7 separate regions of the Mus musculus genome follow, and all the other regions are linked to region 1. Evidence: chromatin contacts called from public HiChIP or PLAC-seq and promoter capture Hi-C data. All regions are on one chromosome and are shown on one strand. The core of a region is the stretch at or near the end of the contact, and the rest is flanking DNA. Distances in the headings are between cores, read along the strand shown. Region 1 holds the start of Sfxn3 (sideroflexin 3). Region 2 holds the start of Ldb1 (LIM domain binding 1). Region 3 holds the start of Armh3 (armadillo-like helical domain containing 3). Region 4 holds the start of Chuk (conserved helix-loop-helix ubiquitous kinase). Region 5 holds the start of Cwf19l1 (CWF19-like 1, cell cycle control (S. pombe)). Region 6 has its middle 3.9 kb from the start of Gm41853. Region 7 holds the start of Kcnip2 (Kv channel-interacting protein 2).

Region 1 (3,183 bases), core at 197-2,696:
GCTATTCTCAATGGAGTCATCCACCCAGTCTCCGGTCCTCATCTGACACTCAGAGAGTAGAGATGGGGGTCACAGCAGGCTCTTGAGTTTTAAAGAGAGAGAGGAGAATGGGTGCCACACAGTTTACTGCAGCATCTTTCCTGTGTGTATATGTATATGGGTAGGGGCTAGCCTCCCGAGCTGGACTTCAGGACCTGGGATAGCTGCGGTCGAGCTTGCCCCCCACCGCCACCCCCAGGTGAATGTCAGGCTCCAGGCTGCAGTTGTGAGTCTAAAGTCGCTGCAAGACTCTATCCCAGGACTGAGTGATCTTCTGGAGAGAGCCCCACAAATCGCTAGTGCAAAACCAGGGGTCACGCCCTCTAGAGCATTTCTGTAAACCAAAAAACAGACTCCCCCATGTAGGACCTCCTGCCTCGCTACCTCTAGGACTTGGCCACCTCACCTGGTCCCGTGTGCCGCCGCTGCCCTTGTCGCCCGCTGGCGGGCGCGATACAGTGAACTAAGGACCCCGCCCACGCTCCGCGCAGCTGCTGGAATAGAGCTACCCTGCGCGGTCCTGGGATCCCATTGGCTGCTGAGACCGCCAGTCATTCTCTTCTAGCACCTTTGGTAGCCTGTCCGGATTGTAGCTTCTCACCTGTCTGATACCTCTGGGCTCTGCCCGCCCCAACTCTGAACCCCAACTGGTCGTTGGAACCCAGGCTCTGGAACTGGCTGGGTTCCACTGGCTACTAGAATCACGTCTTCTCCGGGCCACGCTAGCTTCCTGAAATTGCCATCCCTTCCGTAGTCATCCCTAAGGTCTCTGTGGGAGAATGTCACAAACGAAAGAGCTGAACCTGAGCCTGAGATCAGCAGGAAGGAAAGCTGGAACATGGCTGTGTCGCCGCTGTGCCCTGGGTGCTGATGGATAAGGGATGTGTGTGTGTAATGCCTTCTTCACCTTCGGAGACACCCTGTTCTGGAAAGGCCGCACGATACAGCAGCTGATCCCAGGCCACTAGGAGAAGAATCTTTCTGATGCGCCTGCTTGGATGCAGGCAGAGATCACGGGAAACTTTGGCCGTGCACATCCCTAGGACTGGGGCGTCAGTTTGTGTACGGATAAGTGTTGGGGGTACAAAAAATTGCTGGCACAGTGGAGCTGGGGATTAGGTGGCAAAGGGGACTGGGAACACAAAAGGGGCACAGATACCACAACAATGTGGCTGGAAAGAGATGCGAATGACGAGGATCTGCAAAAGGAGCCTCTAAGACCTGGAGTAGCAGACCAGGGTGCAAGCAAGGAGAGTCCATTGCCAAGGCAGCAATCAAGTAAACAAGCAGTAATCCGAATCCCTCCGGGCGTTGCACCCTCAGAGGCCCGCCCTCCACGCCGCTCACCCGCACCCAGTGCACCTAGACTGGGTGCTGCGGGGGTGGGTGCCTCCAGAGGCAAGCTAAGGGACTGCAAGCGAAGGAGGCAAGTGGGGCGGCTCCTCCCCTTTTCTCCCTGGTTGGGAAGGAGGCCAGAATTGCTTCCCAGGACTGGGTCGGGTTTGGTCTCAACGGCCTGGTCTGGGAGAATCACTCTGGACATCCACTGTCTCGGAACTCTGCCAAGAGGGGGGGTGGGTCAGGCGAACGAGCTCAGGGAGCCCCCGCCCTTCCCTGCTGCTCAGCGTCACGCGTGACGTCTCGGTGATGGCTGGGAGGAAAGCGGAGAGCGGTGAGGAAGGCGGGTCTGAGAGCTTCTAGAGGCTGAAAACCCCGGAAAGCGTGAGTGCCTGCTGCCTTGGGAATCAGCAAAGTGGAGGGGTGAGGGCTTGGGCTCAGAACAGAAGGCTTGCCTTGAGAGAGGTGCTCTCTCTTATGGGAATTCCATATTGCGTGGTCTGTTAGGATCTGTAGGGCACAAGGAGGGGTTGGTTGAGGCTGTGTGTTAGGCATGCTTTCAAATGTCTGCAACTGATAGATATGGCTGAGCGTGTGTGTGTGTGTGTGTGTGTGTGTGTGTGTGTGTGTGTGTAACGGTACTCTGGTTGGTTGACTAGTGTATACAGTGTGACTCTAACCTGTTTGTGTGCTGGGGAGGGCGTGCCTGTCTTTGTGTATAAGTATGTGAAAGTCGGGTGGGGACGGTGTCTACTGTGAGGGAGGAAGTGGGGTTGGAGGGTATTAGTCACTCTGCAGGATTTTTGCCTAACACAGCCAGATGGCTGTTCTTGGCATTCCTTTTTGTGCTGGGCGGAGGGGCATCCATTGAATCTCGCCCTTTCCTGAGGTTTTTCTGAGGCTCAGAGAGAGTTGGGTGGGTGCCTGCGTCAGTTCTATTCAACCCAGGACCAGGGAGAGCCCGGAGTTATTGTGTAGGAGTGGAAGCAAGTGGGTTTGAGGAGGCTATGTGGGTGCTCACATGTTCACAAATGGCTGCCACTCCAGTGCTGTTTGAGATCTGGTACGGATCAGCCCTCAGGTGCCTAATGTCTCCTCCAATCAGGGGCTTGAGTGTGGGCTGCCTTCTGTCATTTTTCCAAACAGCCTTGGAAGTTTTTATCTAAGTCTTGGGGCAGCTGGGGCCTGAAGCTGGAAAGGGCTTGGGTGTGTTATCCATGTTCTGTGCTCCTATAGCAGGAGCTCAAGATAGCTGCCCCAGATTAGCTGCTGCTGGGGAATCACACACACACACACACACACACACACACACACACACACACACACACTCACACACACGTAAATCTGGCATCAGGCCACAGCGTCAGGAAAGCTATATTCTTGGTTCTGGTCTTCCCTCCGGCTCTTAAGTGGCTGTATGTTCCTGGCTAAAACACTACCTAGGGAACAACTCCTCCCCCACCCTTGTTTATGGATCTGGAGTGACCTTGAGCACCTGCAAGCACTGGTCAGTTTCTGGGGCCAAGGCAGAGCCACCAAAGTGTCTCCCAAGTGAAGGAAGTCCTTGGACCTGACCCTTATTCTTGCTACCTTGCAGAAGATGGGTGACCTGCCCTTAAATATCAACATCCAGGAACCTCGGTGGGACCAAAGCACATTTCTAGGCAGAGCCCGGCATTTCTTCACAGTCACTGATCCCCGAAATCTGCTGCTGTCCGGGGAACAGCTGGAAGCTTCCCGGAACATCGTGCAGAATTACAGGTGAACCTGCCTCAAATCACGCCACTGTGACGCAGCACTTTAGCT
Region 2 (3,183 bases), core at 393-2,892, 1.0 Mb after region 1:
CAACTTGGCCAGAGTCACGTGATTTCCAAAGAAGATTCTGCACTAGCAGCTTCCCTGGGGGGATTGTGTATTTGTATGAATGTTGGGGTGCGGGGATACGGCGGGGGGGGGGGGGCTCCTAGTTCTGAAGTTTAGGCTTCTCAGAATACAGGACATACAGAGGGGCAAGAGATCCAGCCAGGCTAGACCCAGGACACTGACCACTGACTTTCTAGAGAAAGCTGCCTCCATCCTGGAAGGAAGGCCAGTTTGAGGACACAGAGTTATAAGGAAGGGGACCGACTATATTCTGGGATTCTCTTTAGACTAACCTCTCCCATCACATGGCTCAACTGTTCCCTCCTAGCACTTGTGGCCTTATACCCCGACCGTACAAGAAAAATCTCAAGGCACTCTCAGACACAGGTGTTCCCTGGCAAGCTCTGATACCTGTTAGAGAGGGTTGTGATTTGAATTTGAGTCCTCAAGTTTTCACTGGGGGGGGGGTGTCAAGCATTGCTCCCCCAACTCGAATCTGCAAACCACTCTTAACTTCACGGCCTACCTGGAACTGCTACACTCCCCCTCCCACGAAGACTGAGATAGCAGACCCAAGGGCCCAATTATCTGACACCCCCTAGGAGTGCTTTTTGTCCCTCAGGAGGGCCAACCTACCCTGGCAACAGACAGGAAAAGTTAAAGGGGGGTAAGATGGGCTCCAATCAACTCCTCCCCCAAACAGCATCCTAAGAAACAGCCCGAGGGGGGGAATGTCACAAAATATGTAAGAGGCAATAAACAGCAGGGAAGGGGGGGAAACCCAAATCAGCCAATCAGAACTCTACGATGACCTGAGGGGGGGGTCAAAAGTCCAAAGTCACTTCTGATTGGCTAACACCCTGGAATTCTGGGAATTTCAGTCCCCCCCCATCCCTCCCCAGTTAGCCTCCCCCCCCTCAAAAAAAAATTACAAGCCATCCTTAGCACCCCCTTCCCGTGCCGCTGGGCTGCTGCGTATTTATACAGATGAGAAAACCCGGCCCCGATCGAGGCCCCTCTAACTCTATACAGCCCCCGACCCCCACCATGCCTTCGATGCCCCCCACATACAAATCCTCTCCAAACCAGGGGTTAGGGGGCCGAAAGGGAGGGAGGGGCCAGGCGGCCTCGAGACCCACTCACCAGGACAGGCACAGCCCACTGACATCTTCACATCGCCCGCCGCTGGGGGCCCAGCCGAGTCACGATGCCCGCCCCTCGCAGGGACAGGCCGGGCATGAGCCGCTGCCGCCGCCCGCGGCCCCCGATGCCCGCGCCGCCGGCCCGGCCCGGCCTCTGCCCGGTGCGGGCCGCCCCTGCCTGCAGCGAGGGGCCTGTCAGGCGCGGAGCAGACAGGAAGGAAGCCAGGCAGGAAGGCGAGCTGCCTCTGCGTGTGTACGCGCGGGTGTGCGTCCCCGGAGTGTGTGTCCGTGTGTGCGCGTGTGCGTGTGCGTGTCTGTGCGCTCCCGCCGCCCTCCCCGCCGCCGCCCTCGCGCTCGCTCCCGTTCGTTCGCGCGTCCTCTCCCTCTCGCAAGCGCCGGCTCTCCGGCCAGAGTCGGGCTGGGCCGGGCTTTATTAATATGCTAATTGTCCTGGTAGTGGGAGGGGAGAGCCGTGTCAAAGTGACCCGGGCGAGCGCGGCGCGAGCGGCGACGTGCGTGCGCCGCGCGGCGAGGGGCAGGGAGCGCTCCCGGGAACGGCATGCGTGTGACGCAGCTCTTAAAAAACGAGACGGAGGCAGAGACCCCGGCGAGGGCGGGCGCCGGGGAGCGGGAGGAGGCGAAGCCTCACGCTCGGCGTCCGTCCTCCGGGTGCGCGGGGTTGGGAGCGTGGCTGAGCGGGAGCGGGGATTGGGGGAGGCGGAGCCTGGGTGGGTAGTGAGGTGTACCCTCTCTCCACCCCCGGGAGGGATGGGGCGCTGACCCCTGCCTGTGCTCTTTGCGGAGACCCTGTGTGGCGCGCTCCACCCGAAGCTGGGTGGGAAAAGGAGCACTCTCCTAATTCTCAGAGCAACCCCTAGACTCATCCCCTTTCTAAATTAACCAGACCATGCCTGCTAAACCAGTTGGGACTAGAGCTAAAAGGGTTAATTAAGAAGGGACCCCACCCTCCCCCGCCTAAGGGCCTGAGGTCCGCATTTTGCAAGGGGACACAAGGGCTGTGGTATGACCATTAGGCTGGGAAGGGGGGGAGCACTACCAAAGCCATCCTTTCCTCTTGCAGGCTCTGACGCACCAGTTAAGACACTTCCCTTCCCCCACTTTCTTCTTCCAGCCCTGGAGCCTTCTACCCACCCACCCCCATCCTCCGCCCCCTGGAAGCAGCTCCCTGTTTTGGAGGTGGAGAACAGGAAACCTACTCCTTCAGTGCCCCCTACCCATAGGGGCAGAGGCCGCGGGGAGGGTTGGGGGTGGGGCATCCTGGACAGTCAGTCTATCTTCCAAAGGGAGAACCCTCCCAACCTTCAGGCAGTCCTCAAGGACTCCTCAACCCAACCCATGGAAGGGAAGAACTCTTCCATCCCTTCTCCAAAGCCCAGCCCTAGCTGCCTCATAAACAGGAAATACCTATTAGCAGGGAGGAGGGGAGCTGCTAGAAGGAGTTCGGGGGGGGGGTGTCCCCCAAGCCTTAGCTTCTCTTAAGCTTCGTGGTGTATTCCCTGGGTAGATTCTGGGGGCTGGTATTCCCTGTCTAAGGTATCTGAACTAGACTGGTTACACTGGCTTCCCTCTTCCCTTTGTTGCTAAAATGGGGATTGTTTGAAAAAGGTGTTTGATTTCCCTACCCCGATTTAGGAGTTTGCACAGCTGGCTTGACTGTCCAGGGGAGAGTTACAAAGGTGGAGGTTAAGGTGCCATGAGACCACATATCCCAACCTTAGGGGTTTTTTTTGTTTTTTTTTGTTTTTGTTTTTTGGCTAAGGAGCAAGAGACCATGGTAGTAGAGTCTGATGATTGAAAGGAGGGCGTGCCTAGGAATGAGAATACCCCTCCCCCAGTGTTTAGAATATGGGGAGCTCCTCGGGATTACGCCGCCTGCCGTCGTCCCCGTCCCCACCAAGGGCATAGAAGGACTTGACAAAAAAAAAAAAAAAAAGACATCCACACACCAGCATTTCCTTGGCAGCATCCTCTGCCAGAGTCCATCTCCTTTCCACTTTCTTTC
Region 3 (3,183 bases), core at 505-3,004, 950 kb after region 1:
GTTGTTGTGTTTTTTTAAAGATTTATTTATATGAGTATACTGTAGCTGTAGGTGTCTTCAGACACAGCAGAAGAGGGAATCGGATCCCATTCCAGATGGTTGTGAGCCACCATGTGGTCGCTGGGAATTGAACTCAGCACCTCTAGAAGAGCAGTCAGTGCTCTTAACCACTGAACCATCTCTCCAACCCCATGCTATTGTTTTTTAATATGTGTGTCTGTGTGTGGATGTGTGTTTGAGTGCAAGTACCCACAGAAGCCAGTTACAGGTACCTGTGAGCCAGGAGCTAGCTAGTGTGGGAGCTGGAAGCCATATTTGGATCTTCTGAAAAAGCAGGAAGTGCTCTTAAACCTCTGAGCCACCTCCGCATCCCAGATTCTGGGTTCTAAGTTGTTATCCAGGGTTTGTTTTCATTTTTGGTGGGTTTTGGTTTTAGTTTTTTGGGTTTTGTTTTTATTGTGTGTGTGTGTGTGTGTGTGTGTGAGCCCGCGCTAAGCTGTTCAGGCTGGCCTTGAACTCAATGTGTATTTCAGGCAGGTCTAAGTTGGAGGCCAGTTTGGTCTACAAAGAGAGTTAACAGCAAGGGCTACACAGAGAAACCCTGTCTTGGGAGGCAAAAAAATGTAAACATGACAAGGTACAATGACTGTCATAATAAGAACACATTAAAGGCTTGCTAATTCATTAAGAAAAGAATGACTTCCTTAACTATTGGAAGAGAAGTTATCAAAACCTTTCTTAGATCTGCTATCTTGAAAGCGTTTCCATGGAAACGACCATACATACAACATTCAGTCAAAAACATACCAAAGAAGATTTCAAGTCACTCTGTCCTAAATCATGGGCAGGAGATAAGCCTAGCTTGGTGAGGTACACTGAAATCACAGCATTTGGGAGGGAGAATCAGAAGGATCGCTACAAGTTCGAGGTTAGCCTGGTCTACATAGCTAGTTCTGAACCGGCCAGGGGCCCTAAGGCTACACATATGATGGCTCTAACACTAGCCATGTTTAAACACCATGCTTGCCCTATTTTCAAGGAAAATGCACTTAAGTTTAAAACTTTTTCTAGAAAGAAAAGTTGGGGAGGTTCCGATAGTCCCGCAACATTTTATTAGGACATGGCTGAAGTATATCCACTGTCCCATTAGCCAGGGACAACTTCCCCAGTGACTATCATTCTTCACCGTACGAGGGAAGGGGTGGGTTTCCTGGCTGGCACACACTCCTCGCATGAAAGCGCAGTGGGTTTATTAACTCTGCAAAAAGTGGGTGCTAAAAACGGAAGAGCGCAGGACCCGGCATCTGAACACTTCACGGGGACCGGCCACCTCCCGTCCGAGGCGCAGCTTTCCACCAGGAGCCGACCGGCTCGGGGTCAGCCCCGCGCTGGGGTCAAAGGTCAGCGCCTCGGCGTCCCCGAGGCCCCAGCGGGACCTCCGAGAGGCCGGACCCAGCCGGTAGCGGGCGATCGAAGGCAGCGAGGCGGACTCTGAGGTCCCAGGCCCGACCCTCCCACAGCAAGCGGCCCCAGCAACCGCAGCCCTCCCCTTGCTCTGTCACCCGTGTCGCCGCGGCACACTCAGGCCCCGCCCCCAGGGCCGCCTCTGCGTCCAGGCCTAGTAGGGCGGACCCGCAGAGGTCGGCCAGGTTCGAGGACCCGGCAGGGCCCGCGCCGCTTACCGAGCCCCCGGCTTCTCTAGCACCCTAGCAGCTCGCAGGCCTGCTCGCTCCCGACTCCGGCGACGCCGCCACTGCTCCGGAATCACGGGCGCGTTCCCGACCTCCCGACACTTTTCCCCCAGGCCGCCGCTCCCCGCCGGGTCCTAAAACCCTCCGCTCTTCAGGTTCTTTCACGCCCTCTTCCTGAAGCGGGTTCAGACCACGATTCCCAGCAAGCATCGCAAAAACTACAACTCCCAACAGACACCGCGAGAGAACTAGCCCTTCACCTGAAGTCACTGGCTTTAAATCGGCTCTAGTAGAGGTTTGTTGTTGTTGCTGTTTTCGTTATTTTAAATTCTGACCAGCCTACAACCCAATCTTATGGAGGTATTTTCTCATTTGGGGTCCCCTTCTCTCGGATGATTATTCCTGTATCAAGCTGACAAAAAATTATCCAGCACAGGTGAGAGCGAGGAGCTGCAGTCTAGAAGAATATACATAGCCATGCACGATGTGTCACGTCTGTTAATCCCAACCCTTGGGAACCAGAGATAGGAGGATGAGAGGTTCAAGATTAGCTCCATCTTTATAGCAAATTCAAGGGCAGCCTGTGCAACAAGAAACCTTGTCTTTTTTTTTTTTTTTTTTTTTAGGTTTTCCGAGAAAAAGTCTGTGTAGCCCTGGCTGTCCTGAAACTTGCTCTGTAGACCAAGCTGGCCTCAAACTCAGAGATCCACCGGAGAGAGACAGAGAGATACAGTCACAGAGACACACTGGAGATATGGCTTAGCAATTAAGAACACTGGCTATTTTCACAGAGGTCCCAGGTTCAATTCCCAGCACTCAGAACTGTCTGTTACTCCCATATTCCTGTAACTCCCATCTTTCTCTGGCCTCTATGGGCACCAGGCACACACAAAGTACACATAGATAAAGGCAGAGCATCCATACACATTAAAAAAAAAAAAACAAGGGGAGAGAAAGAGAAGGAAATGGAAGAGAGGGAGAAAGGGGAGGGAGGAAGGAGCCATGCCTTGAATAATCGGGGTAAATGATTTGTATTTAGTCATTAGGTGCAGTTTCCAAAGGCTCTAACTCTTGGTCAAGAGATGCAAGGGTAGCCAGGCAGCAATGCTGCATGACTTTAATCCCAGCACCCTGAAGGCAGAAGTAGGCAGATCTCTGGGAGTTCTAGACCAACCTGATCTACAGGGCAAGTCCCAGGGCAGCCAGGATTATGCAGAGAAACCTTGTCTTAAAAGCAAACAAACAAAAAGATGGGAAGAGACCTATAGCAACAAAAGGCCCCTGGAGAAAAAACTGTTTTAGGCAGGAAGATGATATTAAGGGCACATTAGGATCAAAATGCCTGATAGATGTCCAGACAGAAATATCTAGCAGACTGCTAGATGCCGTTTATTGGTACTCAGCCCAGCTATTAGACTGTAGCTAAATTATACCTTAGAGCCATTGGCTTGGAAGTAACGGCTCAAGCCAAGAAAAAGAGGATGGCTTAGGA
Region 4 (3,183 bases), core at 173-2,672, 940 kb before region 1:
CTTCAGAGTAGAACATATTATTCTTGTTGATTTGGGTACCATCAGCGCCTGATATAGCAATCAACTAAATCATTTCATGTCCTGTAATTGGCTTACTGTTTTTCTAATTAAAACGTATTCCTCATATATGATGTTCCAGAACACCATTTTTATCTTACTGCTCCTTTTATAAAAGTCCAAGTAATGAGGGTTGCCATAACTTGACAGTGGAGAGCTATCAGCGGAATTACAGTACCTATCTTGTACTTCCTAACGTCTCTGTTACCATCTGACTCAACTCTCAAGCAGGCCCAGAATGTATGTATATTCTTCTAAATATTTTACAGTCAACAAATCCTATACTACAATGATTGGTGTTCAAGATCTATTCCTTACACCCTTCAGGAAAGCAAAACCCTCACTAATAATGCACTGGCTTGTATTGATATGATTTTTTTTTCCGGAGAAAAGATGCGTTTTACTGACTTTTCAAAAGACCCACAACTCAAACATGATTAACTAGGGCTGAGGCTGTAACCCAACGGTAGACCATTTGCCTAGCATGTGCAAGGTCCTGTGTTCCACCCCGAACATTAACAACAACACGTTAAAGTAAGAAAAGTGACTGTTAGTTTGAAAACCTTTTAAGGACAGGAATAACTGCTGTTGTAACGGTTACATGTTCTTCGATAAATCAAAACAAATTTCCTGAGCCTGATCTTAGCTGTCTTCTGCAGAACAAACCCCTCTATTTTCTTTCCTCCGAAGCAAGGATCGATTTCATCATCTTACCCTCACCCTGGTTTTTACCTGAAACGCTCCAATTCCAAAGTCTGTCAATGTTTCCCAAGGGTCAACTCTGGACACACCCGTAAGGTTTCTCGTCTAGTCCAGTCTCCAGTGGATCACACCGCTCGCTCCCGAGGGAGTGTGAGCAGGCACACGGAGACACACACAACACACATACACAAAACACACAACACGCATCGGCACTCGACTTTGTACAGACTCCTCATCACCACACACAGCTGCAACAGCTGCCTGTCACTCACTGCCCGGGGACCTCCGACACACCTGGACCGCGGCCACCCAGGCTCACAAGCGCAGGATGCTCCATCGCTCGCCCTCGCTCACTGCCCCAGCCCCCAGCCCCGTCCAGGGTCGCGACCACCACTCCTCCCACCTTGACTGACAGCTCGGGTCCCAGGGACGCCCAGACAGAGCCCGCGCCACGGCTCCCGCCCCCCGCCTCACCCGGTGCTGGTACAGACTGACGTTCCCGAAACCGCCGGTGCCAAGCCGTTCCCGCATCTCCCAGGGGCCGCCCGCGCCCGGCCGCAGCCCCGGGGGCCGCTCCATGGGGCGGGAGCGCCAGCCGCCTCAGGCAACGCCGCCGGTCTAAGGCCGGTTCCGGGCCGCCGAGGCTTGCGGAGTCCTCCGTCTCGCGAGACTGCGTCACTTCCGCTAGCTTCCGCATGCAGAGTCCCGCCCCGAGCTCCTGGAATCACCCTGGGATTGGTGCTGCCGGAAACTGGGCACCAGCGGCTTGCCCTGGGCAACTTCCAACCTGCGAGGACCATCGTGCGTGCGGTTCCTATTTATTTTATTTTTGTTTGTATAGATATTTTTTAATTAGTTCTTTGAAGGTTTCATACAACGTGTTTTTATTTAAAATAGATCTCTCTCCAAACTCTAAAATCCACATTGTCCCTACCTCATTCACATTTCATCTTTTTGAGAGCCCTGCCCTCTGCCCCTCGAATCCTACCACACTCGCCGGTCGGCACCGGTTAAGGCCACCATAAGTATTAAAGAAAACTGCGCTAACCGCCCTGTTGATTCATTAGCCTTGTAAATCAGAATCTCTCCATAATCCCAAACCAACCAAGGATGTGACTTATTCCAGAGTGAAAACTCTTCTTCGCGACTTCGTGAGTCTCCCTACCGACCTTACTGTTTATCAGCCTTGTTCTCTCCGACTTGAGTTGGAATTGTTTCTGAGGTGCACCACAGGGCTATAAAGACAAGCCTGGAGGAGCTCTCGGTCCAGAGAGGCATACTTCTGAGTGGTGGGCTGCACAGGGAAAGCCAACCCACCTAGCCATTTGAGTGGGTTATCCACTTCATGGACTCTAGGTGTCCTGTTCTGAGACAGGATCTCAATACAGTCCAGCCTGGACTAGAACGTATTTCTCCGTCTTTCCAAGACTGGGATTACAAGCTTGTACCGGGCTGAAGCTAGCGATGCTAATAACTCAAAAGTGTAAGAGTCAGCATAAAATCAAATTCTCAACGTCAGCATGCAATTCGATGTTGTGGGTCACTAATAGTGAGTGGTATTCGATAAACTGGTTTCTATTATTTTCATATCTTTCATGGAATTGGAATATTAAACTTGAAGGTAATAGAAATGAGGCTCTGAGAGAGCATCTTTAGAGCAGAGGAGACGGTCATGTAACAGGATGAAACCTCATTTGCTGTGTATGGTAGAGCCAGGAGTGACAGGTGGGATGCAGTTTCATAATTTGTACTCGAGGGATGCTGAAAACTCCAGCCAAGATAATTCTGTCTAAATTACTCAAACTGGTTTCTACAGTGAGTTTGCTTTTTAAATATTCTATAATTAAAATGCAACTCAAGGTTTATTGCTATAGCCCTGTTTGACTTGGAACTCATTATGTAGACCAGGCTGGCCTTAAAACTCACTGGTCTGCCTGCAGAATGCTAAGATTAAAGACCTGGCCTTTTAATTTTTTTAACTGTAAAATGGTTCCTGTCAGGCTCCACAATCTTCAGGTTTCCAAGACTGTTTTAGTTTTTTTGTTGTTCAGAAACAAAATGGAGGTCAGGAGATTTTTATGAGAACAAAGTGAAACTGTTCGTGGTCTATACAGGAACAATGACCAATTCCTGTCTTCTGGCTTCCAGCTTGCAGCGTCCTCCTGTGCTCACACTGCTGTTTCTCCCTGTGCTGCTCCTTAAATCATAGTCATATTTAAGGTGGAACTGACTGTGTTTGCATAGAATCTCTTGTGCAGTGTATGGCAGAGTCACCTGTCAATAAAAACCCTATGGCCAATGAGCTGAGGCAGGACTAGGAGGTGGGACATCCAGCAGAGAGGGAAAAGGGTGCTGGGGTCAGGGGGAGCAGGGGAGGTATGAATGAAAGAATTCTGGGAAATAGTCAGGGGGGAAAGATTGGCC
Region 5 (3,183 bases), core at 276-2,775, 910 kb before region 1:
GTGGTTTGGAGGCAAGGTAGACTATATGGACCCCATAGTGCTTTCTCTGCTTCAGTTTAATGTTCCTTCCTAAAAACATTACACAGTGCCTCGTTTCCTGTAGAAAGAGTTTTCCTCCGGTTCTGGCCTGTCTTCCCAGTACTTTCTCTAAGTTTTCCTAACTAAACTCTCCCAAACTGCAGATTGATCACTCTGCCTCTGCTAGGCTCTAGGGAATTCTCTTTCCTAAGAGCCCCATTGTGCTCAACCTCAAGGCTTTTCCATCCATCAAGGCTGAGTCTCTGTAGCCTCCTGGTGGGCTGAGAAAGCCACTTTCTCAAAATCTCAGAAATCCATATACCATTTCAGAACAAATTCTGTCCTAACTATCATGCAGTATAATTTATTCTTTGAGAGCCTCTAACATCTTTTTGTTCCCTGTTGATTATCAATTCCTGACAGGTACAATCCATATTCACTCTCTGATCTGGGCCCCTTTTCAGCATTTTCTGATCCCAATGACTGAAGACAGAAATCTATGACCTTACAGTGGAGGTTTCTCACCATCAAAACATCACCAGGCCCTGTGAGTCCACCTGCTTAACAGACTATCCATTCCTGAACTTTCTCTCTGACATTGCTTTACCTAATGCTTGTTGCCTTCTACTTCGGCTCTTATTTGTTTCCCAACTTTCAAGCAGGATCACTTTCCATAACAAAAACTAGGTCACACTAAGGAGTTTTTAAACGTTTCAATGTCTTCTCTGAGTTAAATACAATAATATTTGCCAGAGTTAAATCCTCACTTTCAAAAAAAAAAAAAAATCCTCACTTTCTCATGAAAGCCTTAATTCCTTATACTAAGCCAAATATCGTTATTATATACCCTCCAGAACCATCAACCCTTTCTCTACATTTTCCGCATTCGTTAACACGTGTTATTCTAGTCTAGACTATCAGCTATCAAGGCGGGAACTGGTTTGTGCGACGCTTGTCCGCTGCTCAATACAATAGTCTTTCTAAATTAAGTCATGTCTTCGCTAACCGACCGCGCAAACAAAAGTACGCGAGGACAGGACAATGCTCATCTTGTCTGACAAAACCCATGCGTGCACCCCATGCCTGCAAGTATTTGGCTAATCAATACGTGCGACGCCGGGAGAAACGACAAGGAGATGGTGTGTCCCAGGCAGACTAGGCCTAAGGAAAAAGAAGTCCGGCTCATCAAGTTTTTAGTTCTGCCAGAGAGACTCTGAAGACACCAGGGCGAAATGAACTGGGAGGCGAGAACAGGAAGCCTCCACTCCGGCTCCCAGCAGCCCTGCGACCTCCCCTCCGTCTTCCCCTTCCGGTGTGGAGAAAGACCCCCCCACTCCTCCGCCCGCCTCTCTCCCTTTCTCCTATGTGCCTGAGTCTACCGATGCAAGGTCACTCACAGACGCAGTGGCTTCTGAGCCATCGGGAATGACAACCAGGGCTGGGACGGCCACCAAAGGCTAGAAACACGAACGCGCGCTCAAGGTTGGAACGCCGGGGCGCAGAAATATGACGTCACACCACTCAGCCAATAGAAATCACCTAGCTATGGGGCGTGTAGAGGGGTAAAAATCTCTCCGCGTTTATTTATTTATTTATTTATTTATTTATTTATTTATTTATTTATTTATATTTATTTATTTAAGGAAAGGTAACTGGAGTGAAAAGGATGGAGGAATTAAAATAGAAAAAAAATGTGTCTTATTTTGTTTGTTTTAGAAACATTTGGAATTATTGAACTGTGCGCCTGCGAGTTTGTATGGATCCCATGACTGCTAGCGCTCTTAAGATCTTTCCAACCCTGGCTGGGTTTTTTGTTTTTGTTTTAGTTTGTATTTGGGGGGAGGGGGACATGCTTGTGTGCATGCAGGTTCCTGTGGAAAGAATAGGAATCTTCTTCTATTGCTCCCAATCTTATTGAGTGAGATAGGGTATCATTTTAACCCAGAGTTCGTTGGATTAGACTAGTCTAGGAAGCCATATTGCCCAAAAGATCCCCTAATTCTGCTTCCTGAACGCTGGGATTCCCCGTGGGACCTGAAACTTACCTGTCTAGACTTACATGGGTACTAGGGATGCGAATTCCAGTCTTCATGATTTGTTATATGGGTGACTGAGACATCTCCCTAGCCCCTAAATTTTTTTTAACACATTGAAAGAATAGCTTCTATTCAGTGTATCGGCATGTCGCTACATTTTCTCTCTTGCTCACTTCTCCCCCAGTACCCAAACCCTGTCCTTCTCACTGAGTTATCTGAAAGCGAAGTGCAGACCTCAGTGTGCACCTCTCAAATACATAAAAATACCCTCCCTTAAGTTACCTTAATATTAGCACACTGAAAAAGAATTAAATTAATTCAGTAACAAGACCTAATGTACACAATGTTTAGTTCTCTGTAATTGATTGTATACATGGGGACTATTTTCATTCAGGGATTAAACAAATTTCACATTTTCATCGGGTCCTATCTCTAGTCTCTTTTTGCTTTGCTTTTGGTAAGTCGGTTTTTCTGAAGGGGCCAAGCCAACCAGCAACAGCCTGCTAAGGACCTGGAAAGGACTGTCCTGACAAGGAAAGAAACCCAAGTTACCAGAATCAAGTTGTTAAGAAAGAATCTCAAATCTCTAATTTTCTCACAATTTCTGCAGTGCTTTTGAGGGGGTTATTAAATCCTTTGCCTCATACATATTAATACCCCTGCTTTGTTGGTAACTTAAACCTTTTTCTTACTTTTTGGATGATACACTCCAGGAGTGGCTTTCAAGACTGAATCTTGAAGACAGATTTGCTAATATGAACAGCTATATGATTTCAGAGATGAGAAAACAACAGTAAAATATGAAAATGTGTCTGTGAAATTTGCCTGTATTATTGTTGCAACTTTCCTATAGGATCAAATCAATTCTAAAAATAAAAATGTATCCATAGAGATGGCTTACTACACTGTAAGTGTAGGAATAACAAGATTATATATATATATATATATATATATATATATACACATACACACATATGTGTGTATATATATATGTATATGTGTATATATGTATGTGTGTATATATATGTGTCTGTGTGTATATGTATGTGTGTGTATGTGTGTGTGTATATATATATATGTATATATATATCAGCCTCTTTTTTAAAAGATTTATTTATTTCATGTGTGT
Region 6 (3,183 bases), core at 339-2,838, 760 kb before region 1:
TTTACGGCTTTCTGTAGGTATATGTCAGGGCTCCCATTCAAAGAAAGACCCCGCAGTTTGTCGCAGTAGAGGAAAATGTTACAGACAACACAGAGAGCAACGCGTTTAGAAGCGGTTCGGGCTGGTGTTACCCGGCCTGAAGGGGTGTGGAATGTGCAGGGGAGGCTGTGAATGCCAGCCAGGCACTCAGAGTCTAGATTGCTCCGTGATAAGGAGTCATGAGATGTACTCAAGCAGGACAGGCACATTTCTGTTTCAGAAACTTAACTGTGGTGGCCACAGCTGGGCAGAGGGGACCAGATTAGGGCTGGAAGGTCAGATCCTGGCTTCGTTATAAAAGGGAGTGGGACCTTCAGGTTTCAACCGTGCTAGTGAGAATGTCAAAGGACATCTGAGGAGCAGAATTAATGGCGCTCAGTTGGGTGGATCTAGGAGCTTAGTCTCTAAGAGCTGCAGTCCTGTCAACTTTATCTATGAAACGAATTAACTGGTTTTTACATGTTTTTTGGTTTTGGTATTTTATTTTATTTTTTGAGACACTCGATGGAGACCAGGCTGGCTTCGAACTCAGAGATCTGCCAGCCTCTGCCTCCTAAATTTAGATGGGATTAAAGGTGTGGGCCACCACATCTGGCTCTCTCTGTCATTTTAAATGTAACATTTTTATTTCAAACTATGATGATCGATCAATCTATTGTTAATCACCTCAGTATTGAGCAGACTTTCAGATATTGATAAGGTAAAGCTATTATTTCAAGGGAACAATGTATGATAATTGCCCTAATAATTCTTTGTTTTGTTTTGTTTTTGGTTTTTCGAGACAGGGTTTCTCTGTGTAGCCCTGGCTGTCCTGGCACTCACTTTGTAGACCAGGCTGGCCTCGAACTCAGAAATCCGCCTGCCTCTGCCTCCCTAGTGCCGGAATTAAAGGCATGCTCCACCACGCCCGGCGCCCTAATACTTCTTAAAGCAAATCTTAGACATTGGGGACCTTGTGTATGGCAGTTTGACAGCTTCCCGACAATGTAAGGCTTGTCTGATAAAATCAGTGGTGAGTTAATTAACATTTTTTAATCTTGTAAAGGGAAATATGCTAATATTTTGGCGCATTTCCCTAACCCAGTGAACCAAAAACACCATATTACAAAATCACACATGAATAAAAGATGGCTTGAAAATACAGGCAAGAGCTGTGTGTGGTGATGTATGCTTTTAATCCCAGCACTTGGGAGGCAGAGGCAGGAGACTCTGAATTCTGGGCTAGCCTGATCTGTATGGTGAGTTCTAGGACAGCCAGGGCTATGAACACACACACACACACACACACACACACACACACACACACACACACACACACACAGAGAGAGAGAGAGAGAGAGAGAGAGAGAGAGAGAGAGAGAGAGAGAGAAACCAGGCAAGACTAGACTAATGGATTCTTATTTTAAAGACTAAGAAACCTCAGGGCCTGGGGCACATGGCAGTAGACAGAAAAGCTGCAAGATGCCATTCCTCACCTGGACTTCACACTGCAAACAGAGCATACTTGAGGTAGAGTGCTCTGTAAACAGCCTGTGATGGGCCATGAGTACCGTGGCCTGGAGCTTTCTGACTGCATGCTTCTCACTTAGTTCATTAGCCAACTCCCATTCTCAGGCATGCTCCCCCTCCCCCAACTTGCTTTTGAGATAAACACTGTATGTTGCTTTGGCTGTTGCTTTGGCGAGCCATGATGTAGACCAGGCTGGCCTGGAGCTCACAGAAAAGAAAACTATTTAAAAATTTGGTAGAGAGATGGTATGACAGTAATCTCAGCTCTCCCTGTGTTATACAGAAGGAACCGGAGGGAGACAGAAGGCTAAGAACCTATTATCCAGTGTTAGAGCCATGGCAGCAGCAGTGAGTCCCACTTTAGGAGGGCAGATAGGGTCCTTGTGAGGTGGAGATCCTGGAGGGAGGCTCCTGGGAGAAAGGCAAGGACTTTGAGTTGAGAAAGTAGGGAAGGATGGAGTCCACCTAGTTTTGATACTCAACCCAATGTCCCAAGGAGAAAGCAGCAATTGACAATGAAGTACAGCTGATGATGAAGCCTTCTGCAATAACCCAGGAAACACAGGTCCCAGAGTCGCCCAGCCTTGTGGTCCTATGGTCCCCTGGTGTGGGTGCTGGGGTGTAGCCACTGTGGATAGGGGAGTTGAAGAAATAGGGAGATTTGGGGGATTCTGCACAGTGTCACCCAACTGTAAACTCAGGAGACTCAGACCGAAGGATAGAGAGGTAAAGGCTACATTTGATCAAAATGCATTGTGTGTGCATATAAATGTCTCACTATTTTAAAAAGTTCAACACTACCTAGGCTGCATCAGGAGGACTGACAGAGAGTCGGGGGTTGGGTGGGGGTTGTGAGCTCAAGGGATGGGTTTCTAGTGGACTTTGTTCACCTTAAAAGTCTCTTGGCAGCCAAACTTGGCTGCGCAAACCTTTGGTGTTAGCTCTCAGGAGGTAGAGGCAGAGAGATTCTGAAAGTTCAAGGCCAGTAGGGTCTGTATAACAACTTCTAGGCTGGCCATTAGGGAAAAACAACAAAAGCCCCTCCCAGTTCTTTTTCTTGAGATAAGGTTTTAAGTAGCCCAGGCTGGCCCTGAACTTCCTCTACCTCCTGAGTGTTGGGATTACAGACGTGTTCTACCATAGTGGGTTTTACTCAGCCCTGAGAACCAAATCTCAGGCTCAGTGAATACTGGGTAACCCACTCTACAAATCTGAGAATATATTTGCTTTTGTGTTACAGCCAAGTTAAACCTGCATATAACTTAGAAGGTGAAATAATTTCATTAGGCTTGTTTTGGACATTTTGTTCCTCCCCATCGTGTTCCCCAGAAGAACACCTTTAAATTATTTTGAGCTGACTCTAGAGCATTCCTTTCTGTAGTCTTAAATACATGCTTACATAGCTGAAGAATTCCATTTTTGACCTTGCACCTTGGAAGACTGAAATGTAATGTTAAAACAACCACCGCTGTGGTGACCACCATCGGCGCAAGCATTTGGGAAGGAACCTGCACACTGCATTTTCTCCAGCCTCTCAGTGGCTTCACCATCGCACAACTATCTCCGTTTTGGATCTGAGCACTGCTTCCCCGCCCCCCCCCCCTGCTTTTCCACACACTTCATTACTGACACTCA
Region 7 (3,183 bases), core at 241-2,740, 770 kb after region 1:
CACAAATATGGAAATATACAAAGGTGACAAAGTCATTTACATAAACAGAATTTACCTACCAAGCTTAGTACTCTACACACACATATAGACCCTCCCAAGGTGGGCCACAAAGTGACGGGTGTGGGAGGGGTTGGGGGGAGGGGAGCCTTCCCACACTTCATAGGCCCATAGTTTCTGTCTTTATTCTGAAGGAAAGCAAGAGGTTTAGATGAAGTTCTAATAGGGTTGCTGGTAATTAAAGAAGCTTTGCATGCTCAGAATGACCTGAGTAATTACCCTCCGGGGTAGAAACTAACCCAGGACTAACCAAAGACTCTCTACAGGGGCCAAGGGCTAGAACCCCAGGGTGGTGGGTCTCTCTTTGGGTCCTTGAGCTTTTTGCAGGAAATAGAGGGAGCAAATGGGGGGCACTAAAGAAAGACCCTTGCTAACACCCGGAAGACAGAGAGGCAAAGAGGACAGAAATGCCATTAACAGTCACAGGGGCCCCCACTGCAGGCATCATGCTTGAGAGTGGACAGCACCAAATGCTGAAACAACCCACAGCCCCACAATCACAAACACTTTTAATGAATACTCATGCCAGAAGTCTTCTTAAGGGACAGAACACCACCAAGTGACACCACTCTGGTTGTCACACGCCATTTCACACAGAATCATTCAAAGCACACAGTTGAACATGTAACAGACATATGGTTAGAACAAACTTCACTAGTGCAGCCGGGGTCCTACACAACCACACTCAAACATCTGGCAAGCCCATAAAATCGCACTGCCTCATGCAAACACACTCACCCCGGCTGTCACCAACGCTCAAGGCACACGGCAAACAGCTGTGGGAGGTGCACATACATACACAGACACACAGGAACGACAGGTGCTCCCGCACGTAACACCTCCCACTCCAGACACACTCCTAGCCCTGTGTCACACACGCCTACACCTGCTGCCTCTCTACACCTGCCCCACCTGTTCTTCCTCAGCCCCCTAGGGACCCAAAGCTTTAAATCCTAGGGTCTTGTTCCCTAGACCAGCCTGCAAGGTGCACAGGAATGGGGCAGAGTGTGCATAAGGGCCAAGCCAGGGGGCAGAGAGATGGAAGGGTCTAGGGGGATGGAGTCTGCTCACCCTCCCAGGACCCCTGAGCCACCTACTCACCCGTAAGCTGGTCATAGGAGCCGTCCAAATCTCGGGATTCGGACAAACTCTCCTTTCGGCCTTGGCCCCGCATGGCCCCCGGCGCCCCGCTCCCGCCTGGGCCGTGGGAGGGGGCGCCGGGTGGCCAGGATAGGGCGCTCACACAGTGCCCCCTGGCGGCGCAGCGACCTGCTGGGGCTGGGGGCCGGGAGTAGGGGCTGGCAAGGCTTTTCTCTGGGGAGCGCTGGATTTTAGGGCCCACCTCAGAGTCCCGGGGCAGGAGCAGGATCCTTGGGCAGCAAGTGAGAGCGGAGCAGAAGGCAGCGTGGAGCTGAGAGCCGAGCCTGAGCCCAGCCGCCTCTCCTCCGCCCCCTCCCCGCGGCTGTCACTGCCGCCTCCCCCCTTAGGCGCTGCCGGGATTGGCTCCCCCTACCCCCGCCCCCCACCCTCTGCAGCTCGGAGGAGGCACCGGGTGAAGGGGTGAACTGGAAAGTGCCGGAAGGGAGAATAGCTCTCCATCTACACCACCCACAATTGCGGGGCTTCGAGAAGAGGGGGCCAGAAAAGCCCCGCTGTGAAGAAACCCCGCCTCCAATTCTCAGGCACCTCTTTCCCTCCGCCCCCCAGTCAGCCAGTCCTGCACAGCTGGGCCAGAGCCTGGGGTATGTCTGAGTCCCTGGTTCCCTCTGCTCCTCATCTCAGCCTTATATTCTCGGTTGTTCCTCCTGCCGAGAGTTGCGTGTTCCTAATCAGCAGCCACCCTTCTCTAGCGGAATGAGGATGCAGAGCCAACCAACCCAGCCTCTGGACACGGGCTCACAGGTGGCACTGGGTACATTTGTCTATCTCAAGTTCCGGAGGGGGCCTCACTTTCTGAATGCCCTCTTCCCAGATCTGATGACTCTTCCTACCCACCCCCCTCCCCAGGCAACTGGGAAGGCAAAAGAAAGAAGTCAACTTTTTTTTTGCCCCTTTCTCTCCCCCCACCTGCTGTTCTAGACTTTGTTTTCCCGGCAGATTTAGGGAGCTTCTGAAAGGTTTGGGGATCCGAGTGTGATACAGAAGCGAGACGAGATGTCTCCCTCATTTTCTGAAGTGAGGAACAGCCCTGCACAGCCCGGCACACAGCTCCCTCTCTCTCCACCTCTTGTCTCCAGGAATGGCCTGTTAAGACCAAAGGTCTCAGCTAAAGTACCTCAACACATTGAGTCTTTTCAGTCAGATTTACTTTCCAAATACTTGAGTCAGTGAACTGTGGCGGGTGTTCCTGTATGAGGCTGGGACAGGCAGCTGCCTTAAGGAGGCCTGTCTCTGGAAGGAACGCTCCCAGAAACCTCCACAGAGCTGTCAGAGGCACCAGCCAAGCTGATTTGTAGACTCCAGGCTAAACGTCTTAGGTGTACAGGAAGGAACCCGGCAAGGGTGGGCTTCTAGTCAGGAAAAAAGGAGAGCTTTGCTTAGGGCTGCTTGTCCTAGACGGAACCGGAGGGACCTGCTCATAACATTACTCCCTTCTTTCACCCAAAGGCAAGGGAAACCACAGTTCTCTGAACTCAGCTGGCCTCTATCAAGGCCAAGAGGTCCTTTTATGACACAGGACCAATACCTGCATCAAAGAGATGACGAGGGGAAAAGACACTAACGAGACACTAAAGACACACAAATCAACTTTTAATAGCTTTGATTTGCCACCAGCTCCAGCTCCAGCTGCTCTGGGGTTTATCACCATGGGAAACACTAAAGCCTCAGGTCAAGTTATCCATCCGGGGACCCGTGATTAGAGATGACCCACCCTACAATGGCTTAAGATTCTACATCTATGCATGTCAGTGTGCCAACAGGTTCTCGAGAACGATCACACCTCTGCTCAGTCAGGGCTGGCTTCCAGGGAGGGCAAGGATTCCAGAGAGACGGATGCTGAATGCACAGGAGCCCAGGACGCCCCAGGCCTACTCTCAGCCTCCTCAGGTCCTCACTGTGCGGTTTGCCCCTGCCAACCTGGGACTTTACGAAGCTTTACATCGGAGGGACTTAGAGCAGCAGCTA

The links. Promoter capture Hi-C pulls out the DNA fragments that hold promoters and counts their contacts. HiChIP or PLAC-seq counts read pairs in DNA pulled down with a chosen protein or histone mark. Capture Hi-C pulls out chosen DNA fragments and counts their contacts.
Region 2: an H3K4me3 HiChIP or PLAC-seq map of forebrain shows a contact between it and region 1, with 3 times the contacts expected there. The contact joins the promoter of Ldb1 here to the promoter of Sfxn3 in region 1. A contact is called at or near these places in 6 of 39 promoter capture datasets (the 3T3-L1 cell line, cranial neural crest, embryonic stem cells and 3 more), 1 of 484 Hi-C or Micro-C datasets (myocytes), 9 of 115 datasets of contacts at active chromatin or transcription factors (astrocytes, cardiomyocytes, embryonic forebrain and 6 more) and 1 of 9 other capture datasets (pancreatic islet).
Region 3: an H3K27ac HiChIP or PLAC-seq map of extraembryonic endoderm stem cells shows a contact between it and region 1, with 5 times the contacts expected there. The contact joins the promoter of Armh3 here to the promoter of Sfxn3 in region 1. A contact is called at or near these places in 2 of 39 promoter capture datasets (the 3T3-L1 cell line and embryonic stem cells), 1 of 484 Hi-C or Micro-C datasets (the G1E-ER4 cell line), 5 of 115 datasets of contacts at active chromatin or transcription factors (embryonic stem cells, epiblast stem cells, extraembryonic endoderm stem cells and 2 more) and 1 of 9 other capture datasets (adipose tissue).
Region 4: a promoter capture Hi-C map of pre-B cells shows a contact between it and region 1, with 3 times the contacts expected there. The contact joins the promoter of Chuk here to the promoter of Sfxn3 in region 1. A contact is called at or near these places in 1 of 39 promoter capture datasets (pre-B cells) and 3 of 115 datasets of contacts at active chromatin or transcription factors (double positive thymocytes, embryonic stem cells and memory CD8 T cells).
Region 5: a promoter capture Hi-C map of liver shows a contact between it and region 1, with 2.2 times the contacts expected there. The contact joins the promoter of Cwf19l1 here to the promoter of Sfxn3 in region 1. A contact is called at or near these places in 1 of 39 promoter capture datasets (hippocampal neurons), 1 of 484 Hi-C or Micro-C datasets (B cells), 3 of 115 datasets of contacts at active chromatin or transcription factors (astrocytes, bone marrow-derived macrophages and large pre-B cells) and 2 of 9 other capture datasets (adipose tissue and liver).
Region 6: a contact with region 1 is called in an H3K27ac HiChIP or PLAC-seq map of regulatory T cell precursor, with 6 times the contacts expected there. The contact joins the enhancer-like site here to the promoter of Sfxn3 in region 1. A contact is called at or near these places in 1 of 39 promoter capture datasets (cranial neural crest), 6 of 115 datasets of contacts at active chromatin or transcription factors (astrocytes, bone marrow-derived macrophages, embryonic stem cells and 3 more) and 3 of 9 other capture datasets (adipose tissue, liver and pancreatic islet).
Region 7: a promoter capture Hi-C map of pre-B cells shows a contact between it and region 1, with 3 times the contacts expected there. The contact joins the promoter of Kcnip2 here to the promoter of Sfxn3 in region 1. A contact is called at or near these places in 3 of 39 promoter capture datasets (liver and pre-B cells).

What each region holds. Positions count from the first base shown.
Region 1 is chr19:45,046,130-45,049,312 of GRCm38.p6, forward strand. Sfxn3 (sideroflexin 3) reads left to right here and starts at 1,447. Exons shown (of 11, transcript NM_053197.4): 1 at 1,447-1,761; 2 at 2,975-3,138. The coding sequence starts at 2,978. It also overlaps a transcript of Pdzd7 not described here.
Region 2 is chr19:46,043,669-46,046,851 of GRCm38.p6, forward strand. Ldb1 (LIM domain binding 1) reads right to left here and starts at 1,643. Exons shown (of 11, transcript NM_001113408.2): 1 at 1,162-1,643. The coding sequence starts at 1,186.
Region 3 is chr19:45,996,734-45,999,916 of GRCm38.p6, forward strand. It overlaps Armh3 (armadillo-like helical domain containing 3), which reads right to left and starts at 1,755. Exons shown (of 26, transcript NM_198296.2): 1 at 1,683-1,755. It overlaps 4930505N22Rik (RIKEN cDNA 4930505N22 gene), which reads left to right and starts at 1,404. Exons shown (of 2, transcript NR_152221.1): 1 at 1,404-1,986.
Region 4 is chr19:44,106,055-44,109,237 of GRCm38.p6, forward strand. Chuk (conserved helix-loop-helix ubiquitous kinase) reads right to left here and starts at 1,423. Exons shown (of 21, transcript NM_007700.2): 1 at 1,234-1,423. The coding sequence starts at 1,338. It overlaps Cwf19l1 (CWF19-like 1, cell cycle control (S. pombe)), which reads right to left. Exons shown (of 14, transcript NM_001081077.1): 14 at 2,583-3,183.
Region 5 is chr19:44,134,351-44,137,533 of GRCm38.p6, forward strand. It overlaps Cwf19l1 (CWF19-like 1, cell cycle control (S. pombe)), which reads right to left and starts at 1,526. Exons shown (of 14, transcript NM_001081077.1): 1 at 1,416-1,526. The coding sequence starts at 1,438.
Region 6 is chr19:44,284,698-44,287,880 of GRCm38.p6, forward strand. No RefSeq gene overlaps it. Among named protein-coding and RNA genes, the nearest start is that of Gm41853, 3.9 kb to the left of the region's middle. Within about 2 kb of position 1,589, at least 20 of the 459 cell types and tissues checked have an H3K27ac peak or open chromatin away from gene starts, as enhancers often do.
Region 7 is chr19:45,814,573-45,817,755 of GRCm38.p6, forward strand. It overlaps Kcnip2 (Kv channel-interacting protein 2), which reads right to left and starts at 1,491. Exons shown (of 10, transcript NM_145703.2): 1 at 1,159-1,491. The coding sequence starts at 1,231. It also overlaps a transcript of Armh3 not described here.